4 separate regions of the Gossypium hirsutum genome follow, and regions 2, 3 and 4 are each linked to region 1. Evidence: chromatin contacts called from public Hi-C data. All regions are on one chromosome and are shown on one strand. Each heading gives the region's core, a stretch centred on a gene start, on an enhancer-like site or on the middle of the called end of the contact. The rest is flanking DNA. Distances are from core to core; before and after follow the strand shown. Region 1 has its middle 8.9 kb from the start of LOC121213893. Region 2 holds the start of LOC107917076 (cytokinin riboside 5'-monophosphate phosphoribohydrolase LOG1). Region 3 holds the start of LOC107922067 (probable methyltransferase At1g29790). Region 4 has its middle 15 kb from the start of LOC121214099.

Region 1 (2,749 bases), core at 176-2,675:
ATCTTGATAAAGGCATGGTTGAATATATTTTGGTCTACTGCTATCAAAAACAGAAAGTATGCACTGCCTACTGGATCAGCTATTTGTAATTTTGAAAACAAAAGTTAAGTCATTTTCATTTTTGTTTTTATGGAAAATGAAAAGTTGAAAATTTTAAAAAATGAAAATTAGAAGAAAAAAAACTCATTGTTTTCGTTAAAAATGTTTTGTAAAATTAAAAATGATGAAAATAAGGTTTTAACTTTAAATGAATTGAATCTGGTTCAAACTCGTATAAATATAAAAATATTCTTTTTCTTCTATAATTTTACAAATATTAAATTTAGTATCGCGGTTCGAATTTATATAAATATAAAGATTTTATTTTATTTCGTACCAAATATGTTTTCAATAATATTTTTTTTATTTTCAAAAAATTGAAAACAATTTTTAAAAAAAATAGAAAATACTTTTAGAAATCAAATAGAGGTTAAATTTATCATGGATTGCTGATTTTAATTCCAATTATTATACAATTACCCACTCAACTATTAATGTATTTCAATTTTGATTATCAAATTATAAAAATATTAATTAATGTCTTTTAAATTAATAAATTTTTTAATTGATATAATTACACATTTAATCCTCAACACTACACATTTTACCAATTTATTCTTAATTAAATTATTCAACAAATTCAACTGTCCATGTTTACAAATTCTTCTTCTCTCTAACTATCGCTTCCCCAGCCACCACGACAACTAACTACTCGTTCACCCCTGACAGCCACTGTTTCTTATTGTTGTTCTCGCATCACCATTGTTATCCTTTTTCAGTGGCGCCGCTGCATCAGCCGCCTCTTCTTCCGCCATCTAGTTCGCATCACAATCGCTTTCCCTATCTCGATCGCAGTTGTTCATTCTTCTTCTCCTTTGATTCTCATCACCCAAAAGGAAAACCCAGAAAGATCAAATTCTCTGTTCTATTCCTTTATTCTCTTCTATTTTGATTTCTCTGCTGTATCCCTTTATTCTCTTCTATTTCTTCTCCTAATGATGCCCCCAAAGTACACCAATTTTTAAGAAAAAAAGGAAATTAAAATAGAAACGGTTAGGAATTATTATAACTAGGCCATTTTGTTTTATTTTACAGTGTTTTCTAGTGGTACTATAAACATCCTTGTGTAGCTGGAAGGAGCTTTGGTTGGACGTGGTGGAAATGTTAATGTAGGAGCGTTGATCAGTGTAATGGTGCGGCTTGCCTGAAGGCTTGCTTGCGGCCTGGAGTTGGGAGAACAATAGAGCTTTGAGGAGTGGTAGTGGACGCAACTGTGGGTGTTGAGTTTTGTGTTGGGTAGTGTGTGCTTGGTGGTTGGAGCAATGGCTTAAGGCTGATGGTGGTAAAAGGCATGGGGTAGTAGGTGTTGTGGAGAGTTTGATGGAGGCGCAAAGCAAGGCTATGAGAGAGGGGCGGTTGGTGGTCGACACAAGGCCGGGCGGCTGGTGGCTGAATCAGAAGAAAAGAAGAATTTAGTGGTCAAAATAAAAATTGATTGGTGAAAAAAGTTTTAGGACTAAATTGATTAAATTTATCAATATAGAAGGTTAAATTTGTTGAATTATTTAGAATTAGAACTAAATTGATAAAATATTTAAATGTTGAGGACTAAATGTGGTATTATACCAATTTTAAAAAGAATGTTAGTGACAAAATAGAATGTTTTTGCTAATAATTTGGTAACTAATTATATAGTTTAGCCAACATTGTTTAAAGTTGTAAGTTCTTTCATATTTTTAGTGAAGCAAATGTATGGGTCCAAAAGCCTATGTCCTTAAAGCTAGGCCCAAAACCTGGCTATGGGTATAAAGAAGCCTGATAGTGTCACTCACTAGCCTGCCTACGCTTGCTGCTTCACCCACTAATTCTTGCTTAACTATTCAGTATATAACATTTTTGTAAAATATGAGAAAAAAATTCATCTCAGAATACATAAGATGTCAACTATTTGGAGATGCGAGTCAAGATAAAATATAGAAGAGGAATCATGACCATTATTTGACTTGACATAGTCATTTTTATTGTGTTCTTTTAAAAAATAGCAAATTTAAATTTTTTGAAGAATCTAATTATGAAATATTTTATTTTTAACTGTAAGGAAAATAAAATAAATGTATTCTCTCAATGTTTTTGTTATCAATTAGTTGTTTTCATTGGTAGGTAGATTATAATTATTTTAATAAATATATATTAAAATTTTATTAAGTAATTAAAATATAACTGTAAGAATTTTGTTTTGACCCAAGGATATTCACCAATTGAAGTAATGCATTTTGACAGCCTGGTTAACGGCTTCTTTGGAACAAATCAGTGTAACCTTACCTCCACAATTCAACACGATTTAACTAAGTGTTTCTTTTAGATTTTTGAAAATTGCAAGTTGAATCTTTATTTTAAAATCTAAAAAATAGATGGATTGGAATCTAAAATTTTGAAAAGTATAGGAACCTAGAGTACATTTTAACCGAAGCAGAAGAATAGAAGTTATGGGGAAGAGACGGGCTAAAGCCAACCCCAATTGGTATATTTTGCTTTCCATTTTTCATCTTAACATTTTTTCCTACCAACATAAAATATGTACATATAACACTAGAAGTTTACAATTAGACCTAGCCAATTTTTTTCGGTTTTTGTAATTCTATTCGGTCCACTCAATCTTTTCTTAATCGCAATTTCATCCGGTTTAATTTAAATTATGTGTATAATTATA
Region 2 (2,749 bases), core at 166-2,665, 220 kb after region 1:
CCTCATATCGTACAAAAAGGATCTTAACCCTTCCCTTCCAACTCTTTTAAATATAAAATAAGACTCCTGAATCTTTTTATTTAATCCATCTCTTTCCAACCTTATGGATACCCAAGTGTTGTAAATCCCTATTTTAGAGTTGTTTTAGGTAAATTTTTTTCCAGGAGTTAATACATGTGCACGTACACTTCCTCAATAGCTTTCGGCCTCTCTGATCATATAGTTGTCCAAGTGGGACAGACTAGAATTCATGGTATCACGTGTCCACAATTCGACTTGTTCCTTTTTTTAAAAAGATGAAATCTAATAATTTCTTTTTCTCCAATTTCCAAGATCTCCCTCCCACCTTCATCATCAATTTGCAATTTTTCTTAGTTTGCAGGCAGCCTGTTTTCATTGTCAAACATTTAGTTTTTTCTTACATAATTAACATGGGCAGATTATATATAATCTCCAGCTTGTGGGACATTTACTATCAAAGGACAAACTTCTCTCTCTCAGAAATTATTGAACAATTAATTATTGTCCCACTGCACCAATTGTTTTTCTTTTTTTCATTTCCAAAGGTTAATTCAACCCCACAGAAACAAAGGAGACCAAATTCCAAAATTCAAACTGTTTATTCTAAGATAATGTTTGATTACCATGTTGTTTTAAGCCAAGATCCTCGGCTAAAGATTTTGATTTTTTTTTTTAAACGAGAAAAAGTGTGGTGGAGCAATCTCTGATTTTGTTTAATCTCTTTTTTGTCTTTCATATTCCTATATAAAAGTGTTGTCACGTCAATATTTTATTCTAAAACACTATATTTCCAATTAAGACTAATCTCTTCCATTTGTCTTATCCAATCATTTTAATTAAAAGCTTGTCAAATTATTTTCTCTCTATATAATTTGTTACAACGTTTTTTTTAAAATTCAATTAATTTATATTAAAATTTATCACACTAAAAAATTTGCCTTTAAGAAAATAATGTATCATATATAAATGGCAGTATTTCCCTTTATTAAAAATAAAAAAAAGCAAATGGACTTTTTATAATGATGAGAAACTACATAAATAATAATGGGTATGTGAATGCTGTTTTTTTTACATAATAAATTTGTTGGTTATATCTTTTTTGAATTTAATAAGATAAAAATAATTGTATTTTCTTAATTAGGGCTGATTTGATAATTTTTCCACTTAAATTGGTATCTAGTAACTTATTTATTAGAAAATATGAAATCTTCTCTTTTTTTTTTTAAAAAAAAAAAACTACGATGGGGATTACAGTGTAACAGAAAAAGATAAAAGAATATAATTTATTTTTTCTAAGTTTGATATATTATTGCCTAAATTAAAAACATTGAATAGATCATCATGCAAAATGATAGCGTATATATATATATATGATATGGAGTGGGAATGAAGGAGTAAATAGATTTGGGGAGTATAAGCTAGTGTTTATTGGTTGTTGGAGTTGATCATCTTAGATAAGTGTGCGAGTGAGCCATTTTAATTTAAATCAGTGAGAAACTATCGTGAATTGAGGCGTAGTTGAATCCACAAAACAAGGGAAAGGGGAGGGATAAAATTACAAAGAGAATAAAATGATAGCTCAACCGAGCCTGCACAGTGTTTGAAATGAGAAGAGTTTGACAGGGACGTAGGGAGGTGATGTGTTGGATTGTGGGGCAATGGGGGGAATTCAGTGTGATTTCATATATAAAATGGCAAACCATCACACCATTTTCTTTCATTCCTCCCTGTACTTTTGGCCTTTGATTTCTCAACAGTTTGCTGCTGACTCTTGTTGCACTGAGCAAACAGGAACCAGAATTACTATTTGAAGCCTTTCCTATTATGGAAAATCATCGCCACAATTCAAGATTCAAGCGTGTATGCGTCTTCTGTGGTAGCAGTCCTGGCAAGAATCCTAGCTACCAGCTTGCTGCTATTCAACTTGGCCAACAACTGGTACATATAAATTCTGGGTTCTTCTCTTATTACTTTGAGAAAACTTGTTTTGCAGTTTGAGTTTTGATTATATGTATCAACGGCTGATGAGTTGTAAAGTCATCGTCTGATTTGCTCCGTGATGGTTTGGAATAGAGGAGGAAATTAATGTGGAAAAGCTGAAACGAATAAAATAGTGCGGTTTACTGTATGTAAAGGAGTAATTGCAGAGAATTAAAGACGTAAAGTTTAATAATGGATAAAATAAAACGTGCAGGTTGAAAGGGACATTGACTTGGTTTATGGTGGAGGAAGCATTGGCTTGATGGGGCTCGTCTCTCAAGCAGTCTTTGATGGCGGCCGTCACGTGTTGGGGTAAATTGTACTGTTATTCTACAGTTTGAAGTTTCAGTTGCAGGCCAGGGACTATAATTTTAACCCTTTTCTTTCAATTCCCTGTAGGGTAATTCCCAAGACACTGATGCCAAGAGAGGTAAAAATCAACACTAATTGAACTTGGGTCTCCAGTTGATTATCAAAAACCCTTCTTTATAAAAATTTGGATTGTTTAATTTCAGCTAACAGGCGAGACCGTGGGAGAAGTAAGAGCTGTATCAGGAATGCACCAACGTAAAGCTGAAATGGCTCGTCAAGCTGATGCCTTTATTGCCTTACCAGGTTTGTTAGTTTGTTTTTGTAAAATCCCAATTTTGTTTTTAATTACCAAAATTTGATTTTATTTCAACTCCCAGGTGGTTATGGAACCTTGGAAGAACTGCTGGAAGTGATCACTTGGGCTCAGCTAGGAATC
Region 3 (2,749 bases), core at 118-2,617, 210 kb before region 1:
AATATATATGTAACTATTATTATACTATAGATTATAATAAAAGGTATAATATTATATGATATTATAATGTTTAATCATCGATGTATGTATATAAATTATTAATATATGATATGATATAGCATTATATAAAATAGTAGAAAGACTAACTTTTAAATGTATGAAAAATATAGGGGTTTAGAGCATATTTCAACTATTATAATAATGAACAATAATATTTAATAATAATGTACTACTATTATATATAACTATTATATTATAGATTATGATAAAAGATATAATATTACATAATATTATAATTTTAATCATTGATGCATATATAAACTATTAATATATTATAAACTATATGATATGATATAACATTATACAATATAGTAGGCTGGTTAACTTTCGAATGTAGGAAAAGTATAGAAACTTAGAACATATTTCTATCAGTATGATAAACAATAATATATGATAATAATTCATATATTGTGTACTACTCTACTATTATAGTATGTGATATAGTATTATATAATAAAATGATATATTTTATAAGTATTATTATATTATAGATTATAATAAAAGATATAGTACCAATAGTTATATGTAATTTTGTATAGTTTATAATTATAACTACCACCACATAAAATATTATTACAATATATTATTTTTTAAATTGTGTTTAGGTATTGAATTTAATTTCTTTTTATTTTGGACTTGAGATTTAGGCTATAATTAGTTTAGAGTTTATTATTTGAATTTGGGTTTAATATAATATATTTGAGATTTGGAATAAATATTTTAAAATATGAGTGTTAGCTTAAATTTAACAAAAAAGATAAAAGGCTATTCAATTGTCGATAATATAATAATGAACAATAAAAGATATTTTTGTCAATTCATATAATATCATAAAATAATAAATTTTACATTTAATAATCACTTTAATTATTTTATATAAAATAAATTTATTAAATATATATAATTATATTTTTCATAAGAATTAAATTATGTTGTGATTATATAAAAGTAGAATAAATTGTTATATTTAAAATTTAAATATTTAAAATTTATAAAAATTTAAAATTATCTAAATCCGTAAAAGCCCCCCTAGCTCTATCCAAACCCAAATCCCAACTACTCTAGTCCTAAATAAACCCATCTAAATCGGTCCGTTTGCCAGCTCTACCGAGGATGCCCATTGCCCATTAGATTTTTATGTAGCTTTACTGGTATGTTTTCTTTGTCTTGATGCTGCCACGTGTACGGATAAAAATTACCTCTATATTATCAATTTCTTATACTAACTAATTAGGAGCCGTTGATATAGCTTACTTTATAGATTTGATCTTTATAATAAACCCAAGCCAACCGACAGACTCGCTTTCCACAGAGTTAGTGTCTTAAATCCATAATTTCCTTGCACAGGTGGTAATAAAAAAGATGGTCTTTTTTTTTTTTTAATCTCAACTTGTTTCCAGTTCACAAATCTAAGTCGCAAAAAGATTAAAAAACCCCATTTTTATTTATTTCCCAACTCTTGCTTTAGGCTTCACTCTCTAGCATAGAAGCAAAGAGGTAGGAAAAGAAAAGCAAAGGCAAGATATGGGTTCGGTTTCACTGAAAACTGGAGATGGAACAGCTAGATTCAAGAGAGCAACCCTTTGTTCTTCAGCTGTTAACATTCTCATGCTTTTCTCAGTTATTACAACCAATCTCTTTGCTTTATATGCCTTCACGTTTTCACCAAAACAACACTTAGACAACCCATTTCACCATCCTCACAGAAACATCTCTCTGATCTCTCAACATGTCTCTTTGATTATAAAAGAGATCGATTCTTCTCAGAGGAAGCTTGCTCAAATGGAAAAAGAGCTCCTTGGTTATGACACACTTGATCTTTCAAGACCCAATCTTGCTACTGAGCTCAAGTTGTTTTTGCAACATCATCAGCTTCCTTTGGGGAAGGATTCCAGAACTGGGATCACTGAGATGGTGGCTTCTGTGGGACATTCTTGTGAGAAATCTGCTGATTTGTTGTCCCAGTACATGAGTTACAAGGTTTCTGGACCTTGTCCTGATGACTGGAGTCTTGCGCAAAAGCTAATCTTGAAGGGATGTGAGCCTTTGCCGAGAAGGAGGTGCTTTGCCAAGACTGTTCCTAAGCCAGGTCTTACTTCTTTACCTGTTTCTCTATGGAAACCTGTTAGTGATAAGATCGTTACTTGGAGTGGTCTTGGTTGCAAGAATTTCAACTGTTTGAATAGTAAAAAATTGAGTAGGGATTGTGTTGGTTGCTTTAATTTGACTAACGGATATGAGACTCAAAAATATGTCAAGGCTAGAAGCAAGAATGATTTTGTTATGGATGATGTGTTAGCTCTGGGGAGTGGTGGGATTAGAATTGGATTTGATATTGGAGGTGGTTCTGGGAATTTTGCTGCTAGAATGGCTGAGAGGAATGTGACTGTGATTACTAACACCTTGAATGTTGATGCACCACATAGTGAATTCATTGCTGCAAGAGGCCTTTTCCCCTTGTTCTTGAGCTTGGACCATAGGTTCCCTTTTTATGATAATGTGTTTGATTTGGTTCATGCCACAAGTGGGTTAGATGTTGAAGGTAAGCCAGAAAAATTGGAGTTCTTGATGTTTGATTTAGATCGTATATTAAGGGCAGGTGGCTTATTTTGGTTAGATAATTTTTATTGTTCTGATGATGAAAAGAAGAGAGCTTTAACTCGTTTGATAGAAAGATTTGGGTACAAGA
Region 4 (2,749 bases), core at 87-2,586, 130 kb after region 1:
GGATTGTGTTGAAGTCACCAATAGAAATCCACGAAATAGTCCCTAACGGAACTGGAAATCTCAAACCTTCCCGCAAGTCCTTGCGTTTCTACTGATTCTGGCTTCCATACACAAAATAAATAAAGATCAGTATTGAAAAAGACATAGGCCAAACTCGAGTCAAAATAAATTGAGAATGACTGCGAACCACCTTAACACGGATAGAATCCTTCCAACCAATCCAAATACCCCCCGAATAACCTATCGCCTCCATAGGATAAGAATACAGAAAAGCTAAATTTGTAATAATATTATCTGCTTTGGTTTCACTTACTCTTCGCTCAAGCAAACTAATATCAAGTTTATATTCAAAGTTGTATTCCCGAAAAATACGAGAAAATTTAACACTAGCGCAGCCTTGACAATTTCAAGAAAAAATTGTAAAATTCATAAAATAATTACAAAATTTAGTGATCATACCATTACTACCAATAAACAGTATCCCCATCCACGGTCAAATTTGCGACTTCCTGAGCATTATTTTCTTCTTTACTGGGAGCCTGGGATGAAAGAAATTATGCCATCACCTTCATAAATTCTACTAAGAGAATACGCGAGTTCTCGGAAGATTTAAACTGACTCCCTCAACCTCGCAACACATTAGAAACCTTTCGGCTACTTCAGTCGCTAATGTCTTTACCATCACTCTTTCTTTCTTTAGAAATAGAAATACCCGCACTCAAACTCTCCTGAGGAAGGTTAACCGAGATACCTATTTTTTATGCGAAATTTCATTAAAACTTACCGTTGAATGCTTTCCGAGGTCCAAGACTCCATCAGAAATAAAGACTAAAGTTCCTTCAGATTCTTCAAAGGTGGGGTTGTAGTGTGCCTTAACACCCCCAAAATTTTTAGAACTATTGTTCACTTGAACCCCTGTGTCTAAAACGCCTTAATCAACACCTTCAATTTCCACACCCTCATCAGTTGAAATATGTTGTGCCAAACCTACATGTCCAACAAATAATTTAGAGTTAGAATTGTAATTATCATTATTAATGAGCTCTTTATTAACTTGTCCAAACCCAACAGCCATCATAGAAATATCCTCCAAATCACCCAAAGTTTTGGCCCACTAACAATTCTCTCAGCCTGCACCAAAGATGAAACCCAAATCCCCTTTAGACAATTCTTAACCCACTAACAATTTTTTTTCTCATTAACAACAAAATTTTTGGCCTTAACAGGCCCCATGGAGAACCCAAAAGTCATTCGGCCCAAGGAAGCAACACCCCTAGCACCCGAACCAGCGTCATTAGCAGGCCTTATGAAATACCCAAAGTCTACACTATTCTTTCAGCCTGCACCAATGATGAAACCCAAATCCTCTTTAGACCCTTCTTAACCCTAATATTGTTACCACCTAAACCCCCACAATCATTTTGCCTAACATTTTCCATCGGAATTTCTTCAGTAGTAGCAGCAAACTCAACGCTCATCTCCCCCACCATATTTAACGTCGTAAACCTAGATCCTAATGGTTTCTTTTGAGATTTCGCCGTATCATTAGCCTGTGTGATCCGTTGCCCACGCTGCGATCTCCTCTCAACCAACATCCACGATCCATACTCTGACCCTCTCTTCTCTACAACTCCTCTAATTGCTCCGCCTAAGTTTGCAACCACCACATCAACAGAACATTCCAAATTCGGATCCACAACCACCGACGAGCATAAATCCTTTACATGCTCGTACTTACCACAATAGAAACAAGCTATTGGAATAGCCTCATATTCCACCCATTGAACGGCGCCATCAACCATAACTTGAGACACCAGTGGCTTCTCGAGGTTGATAAACACAGCCAATCGAGCGAATCGAACTCTAGTTCAGTTATCAGTCTAGAAATCCAACTTAACTACTTTTCTGACCAGCCCCCCGATAGCCTCCACAATTTTCCATTTGGACATAAAGCCCTAGAGCCCTGGTAACCGGATCCAAGCCATCACCATACTGGGATATGGCTACAATGGACTGAAATCCTTAGTTCAAGGTTGAACGATAAGATACTACCCATAAATGATCCATGGTCCTTGAGTCAAGACATGATTATAAACATTCTTATTCTGAAACCGGACCAAATAATACCCGTTTTCTATGTCCATGAGATGAAAAGATTTTACAAGTTTCCATAGGCTGATTATTTAGTTGTGGAGAGCATTGTAACCAATACGTCGCCCTAATAGTTTGAGAACAATTGTTAATTCCATCTCCTTAAACATGATTTCTTTAACACGGTTTGAGAAAGTGATAGCTGGGATCCCATTGACAATAGTCGTTCGCACATCTCCTTCCAACAATTCAAGATCACTATCCCTTCCAACGCAAGGAGTATTACAATCCATCTCGGAGTTAACTGTTCCTCCCCCCAAAAGCTTGTCCTTCCAAGACAGTGTTAAAGTTGGATTTGGATCCACAGCCATAACAACAACCTCTCCATCGAGTCCTTCCTTGAATCTCACTTTTTTGATATTTCGATCCCCATCAGAATGAGAATTACAGTCTTCTCCGTTGCCGAAAATTTGTAAATTTTGAAAGCTTTAGACAAGCATATTTTTCAATTGGTCTTAAACAAATCTGTATCTCTGTCTTTAGCAAATTTTAATATAATTGGGAGGGTCTACGGAGACAATTTATATTTATGTGATTATTGTTATTTGCGCCACGATTTAAAGTTTAAAGCAGACATGCTTTCATTTAATATAAACCT

Evidence for each region. A called contact is a pair of places that touch in the nucleus more often than the background predicts.
Region 2: a Hi-C map of leaf shows a contact between it and region 1, with 2.6 times the contacts expected there. The contact joins the promoter of LOC107917076 here to the enhancer-like site in region 1. A contact is called at or near these places in 2 of 34 Hi-C or Micro-C datasets (both in leaf).
Region 3: a Hi-C map of leaf shows a contact between it and region 1, with 2.5 times the contacts expected there. The contact joins the promoter of LOC107922067 here to the enhancer-like site in region 1. A contact is called at or near these places in 2 of 34 Hi-C or Micro-C datasets (both in leaf).
Region 4: a contact with region 1 is called in a Hi-C map of leaf, with 3 times the contacts expected there. The contact joins two enhancer-like sites. A contact is called at or near these places in 16 of 34 Hi-C or Micro-C datasets (anther, hypocotyl, leaf and 1 more).

Annotation. Positions count from the first base shown.
Region 1 is chrD01:17,763,532-17,766,280 of Gossypium_hirsutum_v2.1, reverse strand. No RefSeq gene overlaps it. Among protein-coding and RNA genes, the nearest start is that of LOC121213893, 8.9 kb to the left of the region's middle. Within about 2 kb of position 1,425, at least 7 of the 9 cell types and tissues checked have an H3K27ac peak or open chromatin away from gene starts, as enhancers often do. A contact at or near this core is called in hypocotyl and leaf, where this site is marked.
Region 2 is chrD01:17,545,500-17,548,248 of Gossypium_hirsutum_v2.1, reverse strand. LOC107917076 (cytokinin riboside 5'-monophosphate phosphoribohydrolase LOG1) reads left to right here and starts at 1,415. Exons shown (of 7, transcript XM_016846461.2): 1 at 1,415-1,959; 2 at 2,216-2,313; 3 at 2,401-2,431; 4 at 2,517-2,616; 5 at 2,691-2,749. The coding sequence starts at 1,846.
Region 3 is chrD01:17,971,935-17,974,683 of Gossypium_hirsutum_v2.1, reverse strand. LOC107922067 (probable methyltransferase At1g29790) reads left to right here and starts at 1,367. Exons shown (of 1, transcript XM_016851899.2): 1 at 1,367-2,749. The coding sequence starts at 1,585.
Region 4 is chrD01:17,630,353-17,633,101 of Gossypium_hirsutum_v2.1, reverse strand. No RefSeq gene overlaps it. Among protein-coding and RNA genes, the nearest start is that of LOC121214099, 15 kb to the left of the region's middle. Within about 2 kb of position 1,336, at least 9 of the 9 cell types and tissues checked have an H3K27ac peak or open chromatin away from gene starts, as enhancers often do. A contact at or near this core is called in hypocotyl and leaf, where this site is marked.